2 separate regions of the Rattus norvegicus genome follow, and region 1 is linked to region 2. A link is a contact called in public Hi-C data. All regions are on one chromosome and are shown on one strand. The core of a region is the stretch at or near the end of the contact, and the rest is flanking DNA. Distances in the headings are between cores, read along the strand shown. Region 1 has its middle 57 kb from the start of Stim2. Region 2 holds the start of Stim2 (stromal interaction molecule 2).

Evidence for each region. Hi-C and Micro-C count contacts between places; a contact is called where the count stands out from the background.
Region 1: a contact with region 2 is called in a Hi-C map of psoas muscle, with 2.1 times the contacts expected there. The contact joins the enhancer-like site here to the promoter of Stim2 in region 2. A contact is called at or near these places in 3 of 12 Hi-C or Micro-C datasets (liver, mammary epithelial cells and psoas muscle).

Annotation. Positions count from the first base shown.
Region 1 is chr14:61,270,700-61,277,206 of GRCr8, reverse strand. No RefSeq gene overlaps it. Among named protein-coding and RNA genes, the nearest start is that of Stim2, 57 kb to the right of the region's middle. Within about 2 kb of position 4,581, at least 11 of the 93 cell types and tissues checked have an H3K27ac peak or open chromatin away from gene starts, as enhancers often do.
Region 2 is chr14:61,214,844-61,221,410 of GRCr8, reverse strand. It overlaps Stim2 (stromal interaction molecule 2), which reads left to right and starts at 4,331. Exons shown (of 12, transcript NM_001105750.2): 1 at 4,331-4,694. The coding sequence starts at 4,544.

The DNA of each region.
Region 1 (6,507 bases), core at 3,332-5,831, 56 kb before region 2:
TCAGAATTTGAACAGTAACCATGCCAAGGAGTTTCCCTGGATATCCGCAGAGATTTCTGGAAGGTTCTGAGGGAACTAGGAAGGCTCCCAGGAGCCCCTTTCTTCCGCAGCCTGACTTTGACAACATCCGGACTTCCTTTGCACTGGGAAGTTCTGGTTTTAACTATTTATAGTTCTCCTTACCTTTTATAAGCAACCATGACTTCCTGTGTCCACAACAGCTGCCGGATCCTGGCCATGAGCTCCCTTCCATCCCCAGGGAGCTGCCACAAGGCTGCAGCAGACAGAAGCTCTTAGATGGCAGGAAGTAAGTATAGTTGAAGGTTTTTGTTTTGTTTTGATTTCATTTATTTATTTTTTTAAAGAAAAGGTCTACTCTCATGACCCGGACTAGCCTAGATTTCCCCATGTGGTCTAAGGCTAACTCATGACCACCCTCATGCCTTAGCCTCCCAAGTGCTAGGATTATAGGCATTTGCCACCACACCTGGTGCCAGCGAGTTCTAAAGATTAGATGGTACCAAGGGAAGCAAAGCCTTAAACCTAATTTGAATCAAAAGAACATCCGCCTGTGTCCTGACTCACCCTCTCACACGGCTCCAGAGTACTGTGTGGCTGTAGGTCTGGGGGCACAGTTGCAGGTGCTTGGAGGCTCCTTAGGGCCAAGGATTCTGGGGACAGTGTCTGCAAGGAGGCTGGCACAAGAACCTAGAGCACTCCCAGAAGGTCCCTTCTGTAGGAGGCTGCAGAGTCTAAGTCTGATGATTGCCTTTGAGAAGCAAGCACCTTAGAATGAAGTGCTCACTGTTCACAATGGCCTCCGTGCACAGAGCGTGGGCACACGGCAGAGAATGGGAACTCTGTAGGTTTAGGCCAGTGAGTCCGTTTTGAAGGGAGAGGACCTGCCCTTCTTATTTTTTCTTCTTCTTCTTCCTCTTCCTCCTCTTCTTCCTCCCCCTCCTCCTCTTCCTCCCCCCCCCTTCAGTAGGGTTTCTCTGTGTAGCCCTGGCTGTCCTAGAACTCTCTCAGTAGACCAGGCTAGCCTTGAACTCAGCGATTCACCTGCCTCCACCTCTTCTGGGAATAAAGGCATGTACCACTATGCTCAGCCAGGTCCTGCCTTTTCAATCAGACATATTTGTTTTAAGAATCTTGAGTATCTGCTGACATAGTCTTACCTCCTCATCTTGCCCACAGCGTCCTCCCTGCAGTGATTTCTCCACACCAGAGGAGAGCCTTGGGCTGTTCTCCTCCCCTGACCCCACAAGAGCCTAAAATAAGCAGCCGTCTATGACATTCTGATTGTGACTTCTAAACAGAAACTAAACATGCAAAAGACTACTTAGAAAGCCTTCATGCCATCAGCCCCCCCCTTCCTAACTAGCCTCCCTCTGCATAGCCCGACCTACCTGTCAGGCTAGCTCCCAGTTAAGGGGACATGGACATGTCTTGGTGCTATGCATGATTGCTGAAGCTGGTTCTTAATTATCTGGCACTGTCAGTGTGGGGAGAGTTGGCAAGCCCTGGCCCAGGTGGCTGCCTACTGGCAAAAGAGCAGCAAAAAATTAAACTGGAACAAGAGTTTGGGGTTTCCATCTCATTCATTTGGATGGGCAGTTGTCATCTTTAAACGATTGGCTGAATTCTTACCCTAGCTATAACGACAGAAGGCCCATATGGAGATTGACAGCTTGGGCCAGGTCCCAGCTCTCTTTTGCATCACTGACGAACTTTCAGGCAAGTTTTCTCATCCTTCTGCACTTCGGTTTTTCTCTGTGTGAAGACTAAGAATCTGCCATTGGCAGAGACTGGCATGTGGCACTTACGACATTCTTGACACACCACCACCACACTGGTCCTCCCAGCCCAGCTTTCCTTGCAGTTAGGGCTGCTGTGTCCTCAGATTCTCTTTCAATGGAATGTGATCCTTTACTCTCTCTCTCTACCACCTGCTGGTCAAGGGTGTGTCAGATCCAGGGGCCTTGGAGAGTGATGGAGCTACTATAATGTAGGAGGAGCCTAGGGCCCCAAGTTGCCATGAGAAAAGCTAGCTGCCAAACATTTCCACTGAATGACTACTGAAAAACAAACAAAAACACAAGGCAAATTAATAAAATAAAAACAAAAATATATTAAGCTAAAAGGCTTAGACTTTAGGGTGAATTTTTATAAAGGGTATCCTGCCTCTTAAGGTTGTTGGTAGTCTAAAGTAAATTAACCTAGGAGTGCCTTTAGAGCAACTCCTGAGGCATTATATAAATGTTCTATATGCTTGTGTGTTATTGTGAAGTATTGATAGATAAATAAAATGAGAAAGGACAAAATAGGATTTGCAAAGGTATTCACCAACAGTCTTATTTCTTAAATTACTCTGTGTTTGTGTCTGTGTCTGTGTGTACACACATTTAATACATATATATTAAATATGTGTGTGGCTATAAACTTTACACTTTAGAGACAAAAGATGAAATTATAGAAAAGTATGTTGGGTCATTCATGAATTAGTATTATCCATTAATATATTTTCATGGTCCTTACAGAAAAGCAAGTTCCTTCAGAGAGATCGACTTTTAGATGAGGCAGGTAGAACATTCATTCTCAACCAAATATAGTGTTTATGCAGAAATAATCATCAACATACTTGCCTATATGGGGGAATGAGTGAGCGTGTGAAACCAGACCTGTGGTGATGCAGAAATGAAGCCGGACTTCTGGCGATGCTTCTGCAGCATATGTTGGTGTTCCCTTGTAGTGTCACCTTTATGTCCCCATGAACAAAGCATAGCACCCAAGTCATCTCTAGTCTTCTCTTTGTCACCAGGAAGTGTCCAACCTACTACCATGTCCTTCTTGCATCCCCAAGTCCCCCTTTACTGCCACCTTTCCTCTTGCCGCACACTGCCTCTTACAGAGAATCTCAGGCCTTTCTGGAGAAGGGTCCAAGTGGCAGAGCAGAACAAGCCAGTCACATTCATTCTTTAGTGATAGGCTTGGCTCCTTCGAGTAGCATGTTTTTTTGGGTACTTGCTATGAACTATGAAATAATGTAATGAACAAAGCTGGTAAAAGTCTCTCTGGATACATTTTGGTGAAAGAAAGTAGAGAATAAATAAGTGAAGTCATGGCATATTAGATGTGATAAATCTAAGTGGAGAGCAAGCTAGGGGAGTGTAGTGGTTTCAGAATGCATTTAGAAGAGGCCATTTTAAGCCAGGTGGTAAAGACTCATGGAAAAGTAGCATTTAGTTCAAGGCTAGAGAAAGTGATGGGGTGGGCACATGAGGAGTTAGGAGAAACACACGGGGGGTGGAGTGAGGTCTTTGAGCTTCATAGGGAGGTTATCTTTGATTTTGAGCAAGGAGAAAGTCATGGAGGGTTCTATGTAGAGAACCTGACATGTTTAATGAAAGGATCATATCAGTTGCTAGATGGAGGAAAGTCAAACACAGGCAAAGCACAAAGCTATGAGACTAGGACAGGAATCTTGGCAAGAGATGATAGAGTACGGTGACTTGAGCCAAGCTGAGGATGGCATGAGTGCAAATCCTGCAAATATTTGTGGATAGAGCCAGACAATTTTCTGGCTGATTAGAGATAGGAGTTTAAGAGTAAAGGAGGAATCAAAACTGACTCCATGGGTTGAGGTCCAAAAATATGAAAACCTCGTTGTGATTTGATGAGATAGGGCAGGAGCAGGCTTACCCAGGGAGGGCAAGTTTCCTTTCTGGGTAAGTTAAGTCTGAGATGCATGTTCCCCATCCAAATGGGGACATTGAAGACAAATATGTAACAAGAATTCAGGGGAAAGGTCCAGGCAGAGAAATACATTTAGAAGATGTCGGCATATAGATGGAATTTCAAGTTGGGAAGCTGGCTGGGATCATAGGTCAGAACACATGGATAGAGCAGACGTCAAAAAAGCAACCCTCCACCCATAGTAAGGGGTCTGGAAGCTGAGGAGAAACCACAAAAGAGACCAAGCAGAGAAGGGGTACCTGGCAGAATGCAGGGTTCTGAGAGCTGAGTAAAGAAAAGTACTTCCAGAAGACGTGAATAAACTGCCACAGAGGTCAACAAACAGGGCTGAAAATGGACCACTGAAATTAGCAACATGGAATCTTCTAGAGACTTAGCAAGAGCAAAATAGAAGCCAAACACTGACAGGAGTGGGCTGAAGAAAGATCAGGATAAGGACAAGTGGAGACAGAAAATTCAGACACAACCTGTTCCATACTATAACAGGAGCAACTCACCAAGGCATGGCTGGAGGGGAACACCGGGCCAATAGTTTTTTTTTTCCTTCAGGCAAGAAAAATTGCACCTTAGTCGTATATATTGACCAGAGCAGCCAGACATGATAGTAAGTTTCCTCTAAGTGTGTGTTCTCCCCTTTTTCCTAAGGATTGTTTTAATTTGTGAGTAATCTGATTTCTGCAGATCTTTTAATAAAATGAAGCTGCATGAAAAAATTCTGTTTGTCCCATTTCCCTGCAAATACTGAACAGGGCCTGTCGGCCCTTGTGTGAGAAGCTGCGTTTAGATCAAGCCTGCTGGTTTCCCTAGGTTTCCTGGCCTCCAGCCCACAGCACAGCTGTTCTGTGGATACTCCCTTCCCTCCACACAGGCCAGGCCTGACTACATTCATGTAGCCTCGTGCCTTTCCAGGAAAATAGACCCACTAAGAAGGTGATTCTGCAACAACAATCACGAATAAGCTTATCTTTCTCCTTTAGAAAGTTCAAACTAGCAAGTTTTCAGATAAAAATTACTTGGACTTTTTAAAACTTTTTTATTTTTTTATCCTTAATGCCAACATTAACCAGTCAAAAGACGCAGGCAAGCAAGTCATGTGGAAGATGGAGTGGTGATTGTGCGACTGAGTCAGGAACTGTGAGGATAAAAGTAGGGGGCCACATAGTGACACACAAACTGAGTAGGGTGACTTGACTCTCATTGACAGGTCATGTTTTCCTGATACCATGTGTGGCGCTTTGAAGGAAAATGGCCCCCATAGACCCATAGTGGGTGGCAGTGTTAGAAGGTGTGGCCTTGTTGGAGGAAGTGTATCACTGGGGATGGGCTTTGAGGTTTCATAAGTTCAGGCCAGACTCAGTGTCTCTTTTGTCCTGCAGTCCGAGGATCTGGATGTAGGACCCTTACTACCTCTCCAGCGCCATGTCCACTGCCATGCTTCCCATTGTGACGATACTAGACTAAACCTCTAAACTGTAAGGCAGCACCAAAGAATGTTTTCTTGTATAAGAGTTGGCATGGTCATGGCGTCTGTTCACAGTAATAGAAACCCTAACTGAGTCACTATGTTTTCTATGTTTGTCAGAATTCAGCTTATGATTTAGGGTAGACATTCAGGCCCACTTAACAAAAGTGAGCATTTACTCACATAGTAAGGATGCACAAACAGAATGAGTCGCCTCCAGGCATACTGGTCAATGGTACAACTGATGTCACTCAGAATCCAGCTCTTCTTTCTCCTTCTGGGCAGTGTATGGTTCGTAGATGCCTTTCTAGAAGCAATAAAGACTGGCAACCTCTGGCAGCTCTTGATAATCTTGCGTCATAGCAAATGAAATCCCAGGGCAGAAGCAGTCTCCTTCCTAATACTCTAATTAAGCCCTTGGAGAATGTTTGATTGGTCCATTTTGGGTCATCTCTGAGTTCCTGAGTCAATCACTGGCCAACGGGATAGAGAATGATGACTAGCTAAGCCTGAGTCACGGTCTGTACTTGGATGGAGATGAGATCACAGGGAAGCAGGTGTCCTAAAGGGAAATTAATACTCGCTTGCCAAAGAGAGAGGAGCTGCATGCTGCTGGAGCTACTGGAACATGGCGCGTGGCTCCACCCCTCAGGCCAATTTTCTTATAAAGGAAAGGTGCTCGTTTTTTATGAAGGGTTCTTACTGCTGTTAAAGATCACCCAGGGAGGGAGGGGGAGGGAAGAGACTGGCAGAGCACTGAAAGCTCTTTCTTGGTTACCGCTTTCAATTTTGAAATTGAACTTCTAAAAAGAAAATGAGCCAAAAGAAACCAGGAAGATTAAATTCATAAAGATAAAAAATTTAAAAGACAATATAATAAAAAGTAAAGCCATCCCAACTTCAACTACTTGAAAAGCTTACTAAATAGATTAGGAGACCTTCATAGAGGGTAAAAGAAATCATAGAGTTAAGGATAGAGCTCAATGGTTCATGTGACCTGAATGTGTGAGAACTAGATCAACTCCTAACACCAAAAAAAAAAAAAAAAAAAAAAAAGAGAGAGAGAGAGAGAGCGAAACACCTAGTTTAGAAAAAAAAGGCACAGTCACATATATGAAAGAAATCAAGAGGACACAAAGGTCTTAAATATCAAAATTTAAAATATTAAAATATGCATATTCTATAAGCAATATGTAAAATATCAAACTCTAGTGAGTATAAGCACAAGGTCTTCTAGAGGACCTGGAAGGGATGATGTCAACCCTGGAACGCTTTATGATCAGAGAGTT
Region 2 (6,567 bases), core at 3,082-5,581:
TGTGCAAACTAAGAATCAGTTAGAAGGCATGTGAATTAGTTGCTTGGTCTCTCTGTGTGTCTCTGTCTCTCATCTTTGTTTCTCTCTGTTTCTGTCTGTCTCTCTGACTTTCCTGTAGCTTACATTGACCTTGAATTTCTCAATCTTCACTCTCTACCACTCCATTCCTGTATTATTGGTGTGCACCGCTTCTAGCATTTTACATAAATATTTTTGCACCTTATCAGTTACTCTTTTCCGGTCTCACTTGCTATCAGATACACTTACCAGAGTGCAAGCTATGTGTTATCTCGTGCATAATTGCCCCACCCACCGTCTGAAGCGCTGGTATTATAGCTTGCCCCATTATTTGAATCTCTGGTATGATTCATGACATTTTTACTTTTCTCTTCATCTAATTTCACTCGTACAGACAACGCCAATACCGTTCCTACCACAGGCACTACCACTTATCAGAGATATCAACACCTCTCACGTACCACTTCAAGTTTACCAGTCACAGAGAAAACTCATTTTGATTAGCAATAAATCACGTCACGAAACACCGATCCACTTGGCTTTGGTGGGTAAATTTGACATTCTTTTGTGGAGTGGCTTTAGGAAAGCTTCCTTCCTTCACTCCCAAAGATGCTAAGGTTTTCCACCCCCAGTAAGCCGGGTGAGGCATAACTTGTTCATTGTGGATTGAGGTAGCAAGTGGTTTACTAGTGATCAACTTTCACTACTCTCCCCTCCCACCCCCTTTTAGTGCTTTAATGAACTCCACGACTTGAAGACTATACTCATACTCGGTAACTTTCATTGCTTCTATCTTGAAACCCTACTAGCTGTAATCACTTTTAGTTTTTCAAAGTTCTCAGGACCTTAATTTCCTAGGAAGCTATGAAAGTGGCCCAGTTCATAACCGGGTTTCCACTAAAGAGGACTCTTTCCTTTCCCCAGGAGCTATCTAAGAAGGGTGATCAAAGAGCACTTGCCCATCGTGCTCCTCTACCCTGATGTGGCAGGAACCCCCCCCACTCCTTGGGGTCACAGTCAGGCCGGGGAAGCTGTGGGCAGGCCGGACCTCAGCCGGAATTCCCCTGGGTGATACTTCCATCCCGCCCCACGCCCACGGAGCTCCCTTCCAGAGCCACTGCGTCCGCCCACGCGGTGATGTCATCGCCCGGGTGTCGGGCGCGCGCGGACGGTCCGCCCACGGAACTCGGGAGCGCTCTGTGCCAGCCAGAGTCGCGCACCTGTGGCGGCCGCCAGAGTCCGTGGGCATGCGCGTTGCTGCGGGGAGGCTCCTGAGCTCGCCAGCGGAGATCTGGTTCTCCTAGTTGGAGCCGAGGCAGGCTGTGTAGGCTGTGGGGCTGTAAGGGAAGAGGATGAGGAGGGTTTGTTCAGGGATGGGGAGGAACCAGTGCAATGCTTCTTCTTTGGGCGTGCACTGAGAGTTGGGCTCATCTGCAGAATCGAACAGCATAGGCAAAGTGTGATGCGTTTAATCCTAACGTTTAGCATACACGCCCAGAGCCTGAGGCCAGAGTCACTAAGTACAAAGCACCTAGGTGCCAGGCACCCAGGGAAGGCTTTCTTTGTTACTATTTTTTCCACTCCACTGCAACCACCAATAATTCTGTTGTGTAGGTATAATTGGGTTCCTAATTAACTTGCCTACGCGTCACACTGAAAAGAGTTGAGTGAAAAGAGTTGAGATTTCTACGAGGTTGGTCAGATAACAAAGTTCAAGGCTGCCCATCAGACGCTTGAAGTCAAGGCTTTGTTAGAACAAGGGCATGAACACATTTTGCAAACAAATGACAAGTTGTGAGGTTTAGACTTTAAAAGGAGGAGGCTGGACTGTAGGAGTAGGGTGGCCACCAAGGGAGAGGGGTTTCAGGAAGATTTTGATGGGATTTGGCTAGAGAAGGGCAGGCAGGAAGCTCTAGGTTGTTAGGGAAAGAGAATGTGATTATCACCCCTCAAGCCCTGTGTTCATGTGTGGCTTGCAGGTAAAATTCTGTATCTGTAATTCTACGGATGGGATATTTTTTTTCTTCAATGTAATGGACTTGCCTGTTAGTTAGGCCTACGTTATGATGCAGTGGGGCAGCATACTCCTCTGAGTAACAGTGTGCACCATGGCTGCTCAGTTTAATAGTCAGAAACTTCGGTACCCATAAAATAGATATATATGATAGTTTCTAGCCCGCGTCCTTCTGAGAGAGGCCTCTATAGTGAATGGTGGTTCCCACCACTAGAGAGACATAAACGTTTATGACTCTGAATCCAATACTGTGCTTCAGTGCCTGTGCCCTATCTTTGAAATCGTATGTTATCTTTGTTTAAAGAACCCCAGGCCAGTGGATTGCTAACTTTTCCTGGCTTTATATTGTTATTGCTGTACACAGTTTGTACCACTCACTTTGGTAATTGATTCCTTGTCATAACCTTGTAAGAACCTATAGTTATTTAATAGACAAATTTTATCTCCCATCCAAGATGGTAAAGTTCTCTAGGAAAGGACTGTTAGTAATCTTCTAGCTTCTAGTTTTGACTTATTTGACATTTTCAAGTGCTTCCTTGTCTACTGAATATAATACTCCACCGTATAATACTTTGCTTGGCATACATTAGGTGTTCAGTAAATATTGATGAATTAAGTGATGCCTCCTGTAGAGTAGGAAAAGAACTTGTTTACTTCCTGGTTTTCCGGTGCCTAGCAGTACTGTCTACTCAGCAAACACATGACTTCACTGCCTTTCAGCAAGCAAAATAGAATCTTACTGTTGCCCTGTAAGGAACTGCCTCACCCTCCAACATGATGCTCCAGTGAAGAATGCCAAGAAATAATTGTGGTCGATTAGCCTCATTATTATTCCTGATTCTTTTCTGCAGTGTGTATCTGCCTCTTCTGCTATGAGTGATATCTGAAGTTCTTTTGGTCAAGTTTCCTAAAGAATTGTTTTGGAGGCTAATTTGACTTCTGGAACAAAATAATCTAAACTTCAAGCCGACAGTGAAATCCAACAGTAGCCAGACCTATGTTCTTAACAATCCTAGCTACAAGATCCTAAATATGTATGTGTGTTTAACACCTCCTATTACATTTCAAAAGTTTTCTGAAGAAATGCTTTGATATGGGTTTCTGAGGTATGTAGCTCCAGTCTGAGTGCCATTCACATGGGTCATATCCTAGGCACTCCCACCACAATTAAAAAAAAACTAAAAAATAAAACAAACAACAATAACAACAACATAGTCCTAATGGCAATTACTTGGACAAAACATATTCTGTTATTTCCTCCCTTTGGACCAATTAAACCTGTCTGGAGCAGAATTTGTAAGAATGCACAAAACTTTGCTTCATTGCGGATAAGCGAAATGGTCAGGTCTATGTTGTAGTTGGGGCAACCTGTTCAGCTGGCATCGTTTACAGAAGGCGTGGGATGTGAGGAAAATGGCGATGACTGCCCGCAATATCAGCAAGAAGAATAGTAAAAAGCTAGAGCAAATTATTTGAACATTTCCATCCAGTAGTTGATAAATCGGGCCATGTCCACTTACTAGCTATGGGTCAGTGGGTTAAGCTATCTTAACATTTCAGGGCTTGGATTTTGTCACTTGTAAAATGGCGATGAGAAGGATGAGTTACACTATGCCACTGTAAATTGCTTAGAGAAATTCCTAGCACGCTGGCACAAGGTAAGCGCTTTGCCAAATGTTTGTAAAGTAAATACAAGGATAGGCTGGGTAACCCTTCCCTTCTACAAAGCTGGCAACTGGTAAGCCCCACCAACATCCAAGTCTGGGGGGCCGCTGTTTCCTACTGCAAGGTTTTTTCTGTCCCACCGGGTAAAGCACTCAGAGTATCAGCGACGTCGACTGGCTTTATCCAGGTCCCCAGGCTGCCCATCATCGGATCACTGCGTGGGCGAGACACAGGCCTTCCTCCAGCTCTGGTTCTTTGGCTCCTAAAGCTCCGCCTGGGCCGCTGTCCCGCACCCCGCCCACCAGTCTGGAAACGCCCCTAGGGGCGGGGTCTAGAACCGCGCACGCGCAGTACCACCGCATCGCGCCTGCGCAGTGGCGGCGCTGAGGGAGGCGGGGGATTGGTATGAGAGCTAGTGTGTGAGGGGAGGGAGGTGTCCCGGCCGAGCGTGGTACTACGGCGGGCGCCGGCCGGAGGGGGCGGGGGGATGCGCCGCGGCGGCGGCGCGGGCGCTGGGCTGGGGCTTGGCCGCGCCAGAGCAGCGGATCCCGGTGTCGCCGCGGCAGCTGCGCGGGTGTCGCGCCGGGTCGGAAGACGCCGTACCACTGCGCTCCCCCACTTTTTTTTTTTTTTAAATAACCGGAACCAATGAACGCGGCGGGGTGCCGAGCTCCGCGGGCCGCCGGTGAAGGGAGCGGGCTAGCACCCGGCGGGAGTCTGCTTCCGAGGCGACGGGGCCCCGGACAGCTGGCGGCGAGCGAGTGCCCGGCGGCTCCTGTGAGCGCTCCTCCCGCCGCGGCACCCGGCCGGGCCTTGGGCCGCCCTTCCCGACGGCGCTGGGCAGCAATGCTGCTCTTCGGGCTGTTGGTGGCCGGCGTGGCGGACGGATGCGACCTGGTGCCCCGGCACCTCCGCGGGCGGCGCGCGTCGGGGTCGGCCGGAGCGGCTGCGTCTCCTTCGGCTGCGGCTGCCGGCGAGCGCCAGGCGCTGCTGACAGGTGAGGCCGGCGCGGCGACGAGCAGGCTTGGCGGGACTCCCGGCAGGACCCCATCTCCGAGGGGGCGCCTCGCGGTTGCCTTGGCGCCGGTCGTCGCACTTCGGACGCCTTCCTAGTCCACCGACTGGCGCCTCCACTGTGGCTTCTTCGCCTTTTAGTGGGCTCCTGCGAGCTTCCCAGCTGAGCAATGCAGTGGTTTCTCTTTCGTGTTGCCGAAGGGGCCATTGGGGTCTGTAGGGGACTGGGCTCATTTCCCCTCTTCCCAAAGCAGTCGGATAAAGTAGGCGGCAGCAGCAGCCGTAGCAGCAATGCGGTATGGAGTTGGCCTCTGCTGCCTTTGCAAAGGCAGCTGGCAGCTTCTTACCGATTGAGAGCCCGGCGAGCGCCCTGTCCCAGGGGAAGCTGCTGAAGAGATTCTTTGAGAGCCTCAGCACCTAGTGGCACTGGTGGTTCCGTGTTAGTATGAAGAAACGTCAAAGTCTGGTGTGTTTTTGTGGGGGTACGAGGCCGTTTTAAGGGATGGGAAGTATATGCTGTTTGAGAGCATCACTGGGTGACAGCGGGTGCAGAAAGCGCAGCAGGTAACCAGAAACACACCTAAAATTTACCAAGTGCAGGATATTTGTGACGTGGATTTGTGCAGCACAGTTCTGATGGAGTGCACCAGTATCTTTTCAAACACAGAACGTTCTAGCACTTACTGAAAACTTGCAAATACGTTTGGTAAGATTAAGTAGAAAATTGTATGCTTTTAAAGCCTTCATTGTCTTATATAACTGATCTGGTGTGGCTTAAGCAATGATGTAAAGGTCTTGAAATGATTTCCTGGGGCAAAGTGGTGGAGCTAGAGTAACTTATTTTTCTTCCTGCTGTGTTTATTTTTAAGGTAGATCTCCAGGTTTTCTGGAAGAATAGCATTAAAGAGAAACGAGGCGATTCACTGTTAATTTAGCTGCAGTGGTAGCCCAACAGGCGTCTAGTAGTCACTAACAGCTGCTCTGGGAAGTGTTCAGGAGTCTTCAGAGATCTAAGCAGCTTTCCTCTAGAGTTCTGTGACAGGCTATTTCCTGTTGCAGAGAGAAGGACGTTGGTAAGCATTGTCAGGCACTTTGGAAGTCGGAGGGTATAGAACATAATGGTCAGCTTACTTAAGGTACTCAAAAAACTTACCAAATCCTGTTCAGTTGAAACAGGCAAGTCATCACTGACTGCCTTGGATAAAGGATTCTGGAATCATCTTTAGGGACATAGTACTGTATGGAGGGATATATTGGATGGTTTCATGCTCAAAATACGGCAAGTGTAGAAGAAGGGAACAGTGATAAACTGGTTAAGTAGGAGGGTAGGTTGAGGGCTTATTGTCTCCCTTAGGAGTGGAAAAGAATTACTTTGGCTTCTAAGAGGTATAGTAGTGTAGGGTTTTTTTGTTTGTTTGTTTGTTTGTTTTGGTAGAAATGTTTAATTAGTAGACAATTACGTAATGCCTTAACAAATGTGATTGGCAGAAAGTCGTGATTTAGAACTTGGTGTTTATTGACTATTCTCACAAGTATGTTATACTGAGAACATCAAGAAATAAGCGCAGATGGAATTTTAATAAGCTGTAACCCTTTTAATTTTCTCTGTAGTTATTTATGGCACAGTTGAAAAGACAGGGTGATTCTTAGTGGGAAAAGTCATCACACAAAGTGAAGTTGTGCTGCAGTGCTTTTAAGTAAAGTTGCTGAAATGTTGGCCTCAGAATTATTTCTGTTCATCTCAAGTTTTTTCCCCTTATGTTCGAATAGTAATTTTACAAAGTTAAACATTTCCACTTAAAGTTTCAGATTATAATACTGCACAGTATCTAAGTTGAGTAATAGAATTTTAATAA